2 separate regions of the Mus musculus genome follow, and region 2 is linked to region 1. The links are chromatin contacts, called in public Hi-C maps. All regions are on one chromosome and are shown on one strand. Each heading gives the region's core, a stretch centred on a gene start, on an enhancer-like site or on the middle of the called end of the contact. The rest is flanking DNA. Distances are from core to core; before and after follow the strand shown.

Region 1 (4,542 bases), core at 946-3,445:
GAGACAAAGTCAGCCTGAAAGACTTAGTTGCAGTCATTTGAAATTGGAGTGAAAGGAGAGCTTGCTCATGAAGGGAAAGGGTACCTACCTCAAGCAATGAATTGCATCCTTCACAGCATGCATGCCTTGGAGTCTCGGGTATCTCTCTGTTGCTCACATTCTAGTGCATGTAGCAAAAGAGCTGTCCTGCAAGCATGCACCAGAGAGTTTATAGCCCAGAGCAGACTCCAACAGTGGCACATGGGGGTTGGTGGGTAAGTACAAAAGCAATGCATTCCTCGGGTAGAATGATTCGCCCTGGTCTACCCTGCCCCCAAGAGTCCTCAGCTGTCCAAGAAAGAGCTGTCCATCAATTTCTTTCTCTTCCCAAGCTAGATGAAAACTAGATCCTAATGACTGCCTGGCTTAGTCAGGCTTTGGGCTCTCTAGTAAAATAGGACCAATGTAAAATACACTCTCAATACATGTCTACGGAATATTCAGCCTCAAATGGGACATCTATATCACACACACATGGCGGGGGGCATATATTGTGCTCACACAGGAATCATTGCAGAAGAGAAGATGAAAAGATGGTAGAAAGCCAGAGGTCTGGGAGGACACTGCAAAACAGAGTGGACTGCTACACCCCTGAACTCACAGAGCCCGTGATTGCCTTCGAAAGACCCACATGAGGTCATGACCAAGCCAGCCAATATTCTAGCGTGAATCAGAATGGGCTCAGGATCCTCCACTCCCAGCTTGGGAGCTGGTGAGAGTTGATGGCTCCTGGATCATAACTCCAGGAAATAACTCTACACTCTGCTACTGCAATGGGGTTTGCTTCTGGGGAGCCCTTGCCTAAAGACATTGCAATTTTGAAAATAAATGCAAAGATGTAAATTGTCAGTCTTTTCTCAAAAGCCCAATGGCCCACGAAATAGGTTGGCCCACAGTTTGGGGTTGGCTCTAGCACAGGTGCTAGAGTTTAAGGCCTGGCACTTGACCTCTTGGACACTGTTAGCACAGATGTTCGCAGAGACATCCATCATTCAGAAAGACTTCAACTTTCCTACAAGTGACACAGATACCGGAGTCATCTTGTCACAGAGGTCACTCTCCATTCCTTCCAGAACCTCACCCTGCCTCCTAAAAGGCCAGTCACACCTTGCATGGATAGACTTCTCTGAGCCGCATCCTGAGGCCAAAAGCAGCTGTGATTCCATTTCAAAATGGCCCCTTTATCCAAGGCCCGAGATGAGGTTCATGAACAGAAAACACATCTGTTGACATTCTTAAAAACATACAATCATATTCCACATAGCAAGACAGGACTGGGTGACTCATTGAAGTCATAAAGACTGCAAATCGCAGCGTTGGTGTCTTTGAGTAGAAGTTACCAGAAGATCTGCATTTGATTGTCTCAAAAACCGTAGGCAGTCATTTGACGTGTCGTGAGATCCGAATCGGCTAAGGTTGAAGATGATCCTCTTCGTGTTTCATTAGCAGATATCAGGTTAATAAAAAGTTTAAAAGTTGACTGCTATCCCCCCACTACTCCCGAGATTTATGAGACCTCCTCTGTGGGGCCGCACTGGGAATGGCAGCCGACACTCTTATTTCTTCAGAGCACACTCTGTCATCTCCCTCTGTGGTCCCCAAAGTCTGCCAATTAAAGACCTCCGAGATGACATTCCACTGCTGAAGTTATGCACACATAAATCACTGTAATAAGAGAAGATTGTTATGTTAACCTCCGCCTCACAACCCTTCTCTTTTTGTGAGAAATATGCAAAACATTCATTTGTCTGGCACCAAAGAAGCAATTTCCCAGCAGATGCCTGGGAGGCCCATGGGATGTTACCCCTTCCTGTGGTTACGTAGGCGGTGCCTGGTGCACCAGCAGGCATTACTCAACTCCAAACACAGAGCAATGAGGCCATAAACCAGGCGGCATTACGTCAGCGACAGGATGCTCTGAAATAAATGGGGAGCTGCTTCGATCTAGAGGAACATTTTTCCATGTTTAACCAAGCAAAACTGGAGTCACTACTGAGCACACAGCTTCAAAGGTCAACGCATAAGGAGACCAGTTCTGGAGAGGGGGGACAAGTGCTTTGTTCGGTCACGGAAGCAAGCCCCAAGGAAGCTCGAGTTTCACTGTCAGAGTGTGTGGCCAGTGTGCAGTGAGTGTGACTTAAAAGATTATCTACTGGGTGTTAGAGAGACTGGGGTTGGGGAGGGGTGAGGCCCTGGGAGCTGGGAACTATAACAGCTGCGGCTGGAAACTCAAGGTGGTTGCTTCCTGTGAGGTCTTTGCACACCACCGTGGGCTGGGTTCAGAATCCCTTAGAGCAGTGGTTTTCAATCTATGGGTCTTGACACCTTTAGAGGTCGAAAGACCCATATATAGGGGTCCCATGCCATATGTCCTACATATTGGGTATTTATACTGTGATTCATAAGTGTAGCAAAATCACTGTTATGAAATAGCAAAGAACATAATTGTATAGTTGAGGGGGTCACCACAAGAGAAGGAACTGTATTAAAGGATCACACCATTGAGAAAGTTGAGAACCACTGCCCTAGCGATTTGACCATAACCACAAAAAGAAAGAAAACAGAAAGATAATTCTTCAACAACAGAACAAATATTAATAATGCCCTAATTACTTATATCTACATGTTCACTTTAGGAATCCATATTAATTGAAAGATGGGGGAATGGAAAGTCTAGTCATGAACTAAACTATACTTCCTCTCTACCCAACCATCCAAGATTAGCTAACCCAAGGCCATGATGCCTCAACTAATGAGTAGGGGTAACCTGCCATTCATATGTGATTCACTAGTTTTCTTCGGATGTCCAAGAGAACCCACTATTTTGGTTAAAAGACCTTGTATCAGTTATTTCTTTGTCACTGTGAACAAATACCTGAGAGACACAATAGAAAGGGAAAAAAACATTTTAACTTGTAGTTACAGACAGATTTTAGGTCAATGTGTTGGAGAAGGCAGAGAGGTAGACCAGAAAGCCGAAACTATAGATGAAAAATTGAAGTATGTATGGCTATCAGGGGCCTAGTCTACTGTCCTACTTCCACCAGCTACATCCCACCTCAGAAAGGCTCCACAGCCTTCAGAACAACATGACCAATCAGAGACTGGGTATTCAAAACATAAACTTGAGGGGTACATTTCAGACTTAAACCATACGAGACACCCTAAAGGCCTAATGTTCAAACCAAGTACATGCATCTTTGTAAGGCAAGCCAGACACTGAAAAATCAGACAGAACAAAATCCTTGGTGCTGGGTGTTCGCTCTCAAATCAGGTTGATCTAAAGGAATAAAATAGTTCTAGAAAGAAAATTATCTGTGCCCCCCCCCACCATGTTTTGAAGGACTTGGTGGGGTAGCGATAGAATACGCATTCTATAATTCTTTATTGTAGTCAGACAGAAACCTCAATCTCATTCATCCCAGAATACTCCTTGCTTTGGGGCTGGTAGTATATGTGATAATGAGGCTATTAAAAATGTCTGATTGCAGCCCGGCGTGGTGGCGGCAGAGGCAGGCAGATTTCTGAGTTTGAGGCCAGCCTGGTCTACAAAGTGAGATCCAGGATAGCCAGGGCTATACAGAGAAGCCCTGTCTGAAAAAAAAAAAAGTGATTTCATACACCTGATTCTGCCTAATTCTCTCCACATGTCATTCCTCAAATCTCTTTTCTTGCTTTGACTCCCTTTCAAAACATGAAAGCGTAACTCACCATTCTCAATAGCCTCAGGTCACCTTGGTTTGCATGGAAATTGGGCGGTTTTTGAAGGTATGCAACTCCCCAAGTCAAAAGTCATCAATCTCCTCTATAGTCTAGGCTGGCCTTCTATTTGGAATAGAAATAGCCTCCACCTCCAGCATAGCTGGGATTGTAAGCCTTCTCTATTAAGCCTAGTCCAGAGGTATCCTTTAAGTGAACGTTTAGAACTTAGTTGGAGTGCATGAGTTAGACATGGCTGACACCTTTGCAGGGCATGTTCACAGGCAATAAAGAAAAGTTCCTGCTAGGTGTTTGAGCAGAAACGAGTCCAGATATCTAGGATTGGCAAGAACAACTTCCACTTCATACTGAGGTCAAAAGGTGGCAGAAGCTATTGCACAGAGCATGAGATGTTAAGGATTTGAGAGCTGGTTTTTCAAAGGGGCAGAGTACACAGACGCAGCAATATATACAGTTTTCACCAGTTAGCCCCACACCCCGGTGAGAATCACTACTTATCAGAGCATCCAGCATGGAGCAGCACCTTGTCCCTGGCGAATGCTGCCAGAGCTCTCACTCAGTGTGGTCCGTTTATTTATTTATTTTTATTTTTTAAGCACGAGTGTGTGTGTGTGTGTGTGTGTGTATGGCCATGCACCCCTATGCGTTCACGCAGGCATGTACATGCAAGAAAAGTCAGAACATAAGATTCCCAAGAGCTAGAGTTGTAGACAATTGTGAGCTGCCCAACTGAGGTGCTGAGAAATTGGCTCCTCTGCAAACACCATGTGTGCGTAATCTCTG
Region 2 (4,542 bases), core at 681-3,180, 220 kb before region 1:
CCATATATGTATATGTTCTTGAGTATGAATTCATATATATGTACATATATGTACATCGATTACTTTTCTCTAGGGAGCTCTGACTAATAACATTTTCCATCTGTAAAGGGTATAAAGTATCCGCCACCCCTCAGGCTGTTGGAAAATTGACTTAAAGCAGCAGTTTGCCCAGCCTTATTAAGGACCTAGTAGCATGAAGTTTGTTTTGTGTTGGGCAGCTACTCCTGGGCATGGAGCCTGACTTGGAGTGTGACTGATACACTCAGTGACACACCACTGGGGAAAATGTATTTTAGCAAGTATTGATTGCAAATAGCTTCTTCCTTAGGGTCGGGATATCAGTGTCCCCCCTTTCAGTTCTGGGACCCTCCTCTGATGGAACCTATGCAGGTTTCCTGTGTGATGTCACTGTGAGTCCCCATGTAAATCAGTCTGACTGTGTCTAGAAAGAGCCATTTCCTTGAGTTACCCACCAACTCTGGCTCTCAGAAACTTTCTGTGTTTTGGGGGGTTTTCGTTGTTGGTTTTGGTTTTACTGGTTTTGTGTTTGTTTTAATTTTTATTTTTGTGAGATTATTTTTAAGAGAGAGAGATTATATAATTGGGGGAGGGGAGGGAGGTGGGAAGGATCTGGGAGAGTTGGGAAGGGAGAAAAACATGATCCAAATAATTGTATGAAAGCATTTTTAATTAAAAAAAAAGAATCCAATAGAATTTAGTTTCTTGTCTTGATACTAGAGATTAGTGTAAATTAACTAAGCTGAGGCCCAAGGCTATTAATCTATCTATCTATCTATCTATCTATCTATCTATCTATCTATCTATCTACCTACCTACCTACCTACCTACCTACCTACCTATCTATCTATCTATCTATCTATCTATCTATCTATCTATCTATCTATCTATCTATCTCTCATTCTATCATTCACTTCTCTTGCACAGTTCAAGCTGGTGTGGAACTCTAGGGCCTCCTGCCTCAACCTCCCAAATGCTGGAATCTCAAGAGCACTTAACCTACCACACTTAGCCAACCCAAACCTTTTAAATAAAACATCGACTTTTCTAGGGTCGGAGGGGTGGCAGGTATAAGGAGCCTTCCCTTTTAACTCCCAGAGCCCCGACTGGCTCCTGACCCTCTCAGTTGCCCATCCTGGGATGCCTTTCATGACCCCTACAGGGGATGGGGGAGAAGGCAGTGATGTGTGGGGCGGGGCAGGTTTCAGTGGCCTTCCAGCCTTCTCTACCTTTTAGCCTGAGACTCAGACAAGCAGGGTGACTCTCTGGGTGGAACTGGTTTCTCTGTTCTAACTGAACCCGGGAGAGAAGCAGGCAGGAGGATCTCAAGCCGGAGGCTAGCCTAGGCTAAAGAGATCTTGTCTTAAAGACGTAACAGCAACAACAACAACAAATGGTTATTCTTGTGGTATCTGGGTTAGTGTCTGTAGGTGGCCTCGGCGAAGGTGAGATAGACTGGTTGGTGCACACAATTCTGAGAGACTGAAACAACAAAGATACAATCGTACTAGCTTAATCCTCTTGGCTCCCTGGTTCCTGAAGCTACTTCCTCATACTGAGTGCTCCCCTCCCTCCTCCACCCCCAGATCAGGAAATGCAAATGTTATCTCCGTGCTCCTCTTCCCTCCTCTCCCCTCACAGTCTCTCCCTCTTCTTCATCTCTGTCTGTCTGTCTCGGAGTCTGTGTCTCTGTGTCTCTGTCTCTGTGTCTGTTTGTCTCTCTGTGTCTCTGTCTCTGTCTCTGTCTCTGTCTCTGTCTCTCTCTCTCTCTCTCTTTCTCTCTCTCTCTCTCTCCCTCCTACACAGCTGAGCAGCCTGGCCTGAAGCCCGCAGCCCCTTGAGGCACCGAGGAGCTCTGTCCCTCCTGCTGGCCAGATGTCCTGGCAAGCTCCATTGATGAGTCTCTTAGGACAGGGAAGGTCCAGCCCCCAGCAGACAGCATGCCAGGCTCTTGTGTGAGGCCCTGTTGGTTGAGGCCTCTCCCTAGTTGTCCCTACAGGCCCCCTCTGCATTGTCCCAGTGGCAGTTGACAAGGTCACAAACTGTTGGTAGAGAAGCCAGCTGTACAGGTCCCTGGTTATAGTCTCTGGCACCTATAAGAATTTCTCTGTATACCCTTATCCTGACCTTTTCTCAGTACCTTGTCTGCATTTTGCAAGGGCTGAGAGTAGCAGACCCAAGAGCAGAAATGCTTTTGAAGTTCACTGGTCAGAGACACTGTAAGGCTCTGTAATCTGATACCTGCCCCTTCCTGGACCTCCTGCTTTCTCCTGCCTCTAGATGGAAGGCCTCTTTGTGCAGAGAGCCTCCTGCTCAGTTCTCTGGCACCTCCAGCAAACAGCCTTTAGCACTGCAAAGAGTGCTGAGGGAGGCCTCAGAGGCTAAGCCCAGCTCCTAGAAGCACTCAGGTCAGGAGCAGCCGGGACCCCACCCTCAGTGGCCCTGCTTCCTCTCCCCTCTGCAATGGGCCTGTCCATCTGCATCTGGACCCATTTCACCTCCTTGGCACCACCACGATCGGGTGTTCCACTGTGGGGCTGGCAAGTTTATCTGCTGTCATGCACTTTATATCCCCCATAACTCTGCTGCCCAAGCCCTCCTATGCATGTGTTTAATTTTTACAGTCAGGAAGACAGATGGGGCTAGTGACAGCCCAGACATCCTGGATGGGGGTGCTCCGGCCCTCCCCAGGAGGAACCTGTCCATGAATTCCATCCGTGGCCTGGGGTGGTAGTTTATGCATGATGCCCCTGTGGTTTTTAAAATGTCCTTAAGCTTTTGATGACTGAGATAAAGGAAAAGGAAGAGGCCGTGTAAATATGAAAGCACTATTGGGAAGAGCAGCCAGGACCTCTATAGGCCACTTTATAAGGTCACTTGAGGCCTGTTCCTGGCTCACACATCTATTCCACATCCATCTACCATCCACTTGGTGGAACAGTGAAAGATCCTACTCCAGCAGTCTCATCCTTTTCCCAGACACACTTTAGGGTGATCGCAATGACAATGACCATGACCACAAAAGAGAAGGAACACATAAAATGATGAAACGAGAAGCCACGCCCATTTTCAAAATGATGTTTTTATGGTCCATAACTCGCCATCAAACACAAGCAGCACTCCTGTTATACAAACCAGCTCTAAGTTAGATCCTCAGTAAGGCACACCCCATCTTGGGCATTGGCCCCAAGTCCCTCCCCCAGGGCAGTTCTGCAGTCCTCCTGATAGAACAAGCATCTGAAGTTACAAATCTGCTAACCACCATCTGCCCCAAAGGCCTTCCCATCATCTGCAATCTATGCCCATCCATGAGACCCCTGCCTGTCTGGCCACCTCCTAAGAGTTCTGGTGATCAACGCTTAGTAAGGGAGTGTGTTAGGGACTGTATCTCTTCTGCCCCATCACAGTCCAGCAAGACAGGCGTTTATACACTGCTCATTTCTCAAGGCTCACAACAGATGAAGCAGCCTAAAGTCACACTGCCCCATCCCCTAGAAAGCCACCCATGAGGGCTAAGAAACTGCAGTGATAGATCACACAGAATCTTGGGTATAACTCTAGTGGCTAAAGATAGGTTGTACTTTGGGTCTTGCTTGCCCAACTCCCTCAGTGGGCTACCCTGGAGACAGACCCTTATCTATCCATTGCTGGCTGTGCCTCCAGGACCCAGGGCTCAACATCTAGGAAACACAGTGCAACTTCCATATGGGCTCACATTGATCTTAAACCCCCACGTTTCTGTTAGTTTGGATGGATTCTAGGATGTCTCCCCGGCCCTATGGCCTGCTGGGATGAGACTTATAATCAGAAAACAGTATCCAGTGGATATAGTTCTCTCTGCGTTATGGGGTCTCTGCATTCAATTGAGAGGCTGGTTAGAGCAGAACATTACTCTGGGTATAGTAGCATCTACCGAATTTCCTTCAAATGCTTTTGCTCTAACAATAGAGATGTAAGTGGATCTACATCCCTAGGTGGGCTCCGTGGTTTAAGAGCTGTCCCCACCAACAAATATTTTGTCATGATAAAATAAATGGAAAGAAGCTGGAAGGTCCCACAATTCCAAGATCTAGGACCTACCTGTAGAAAGCAGACTAGCCAGAGCCAAAGCAAAACTGATCTAATCAATACAATCCAGCCTAATTGAATTCATTCACCTCATATTGAATATGATCTTTAATATACAGGAGACATCAACTTTTATTAGGATCTAGGAAATCATCTTTGAAAAGAGGCAAAATGGGATCAAATGCGTAATTCAAAAAACATCGTTTTTAACGTCTCTCCACTTCATTTAGCATTTTGAGGAACTGAGGAGATATTTTGTAGCTATCAACCTGAATTAATCACCTTGAGACCTGATAGCAGATAACTGGGATTCTAATTTCGATCTGCTTTTATTCAGCTTGCGTGGACTGTGGGTATTACAGTAAAATCTCTCCTGTCATCAGAAACTATCACATGGCAGATTCTTAAAGCCTACATCTGTGCTACTAAACGTGGTAGTCCCTGCTGATATGTGAC

What was found. Hi-C and Micro-C count contacts between places; a contact is called where the count stands out from the background.
Region 2: a Hi-C map of uterus shows a contact between it and region 1, with 3 times the contacts expected there. The contact joins two enhancer-like sites. A contact is called at or near these places in 6 of 484 Hi-C or Micro-C datasets (adipose-derived mesenchymal stem cells, muscle stem cells, myocytes and 1 more) and 1 of 115 datasets of contacts at active chromatin or transcription factors (embryonic fibroblasts).

The regions. Positions count from the first base shown.
Region 1 is chr7:36,093,019-36,097,560 of GRCm38.p6, reverse strand. It overlaps Gm38991 (a long non-coding RNA gene), which reads right to left. Exons shown (of 6, transcript XR_881969.1): 5 at 89-1,704. Among named protein-coding and RNA genes, the nearest start is that of Gm38991, 19 kb to the right of the region's middle. Within about 2 kb of position 2,195, at least 48 of the 459 cell types and tissues checked have an H3K27ac peak or open chromatin away from gene starts, as enhancers often do. A contact at or near this core is called in muscle stem cells and uterus, where this site is marked.
Region 2 is chr7:36,315,404-36,319,945 of GRCm38.p6, reverse strand. No RefSeq gene overlaps it. Among named protein-coding and RNA genes, the nearest start is that of Gm46016, 150 kb to the right of the region's middle. Within about 2 kb of position 1,930, at least 21 of the 459 cell types and tissues checked have an H3K27ac peak or open chromatin away from gene starts, as enhancers often do. A contact at or near this core is called in muscle stem cells and uterus, where this site is marked.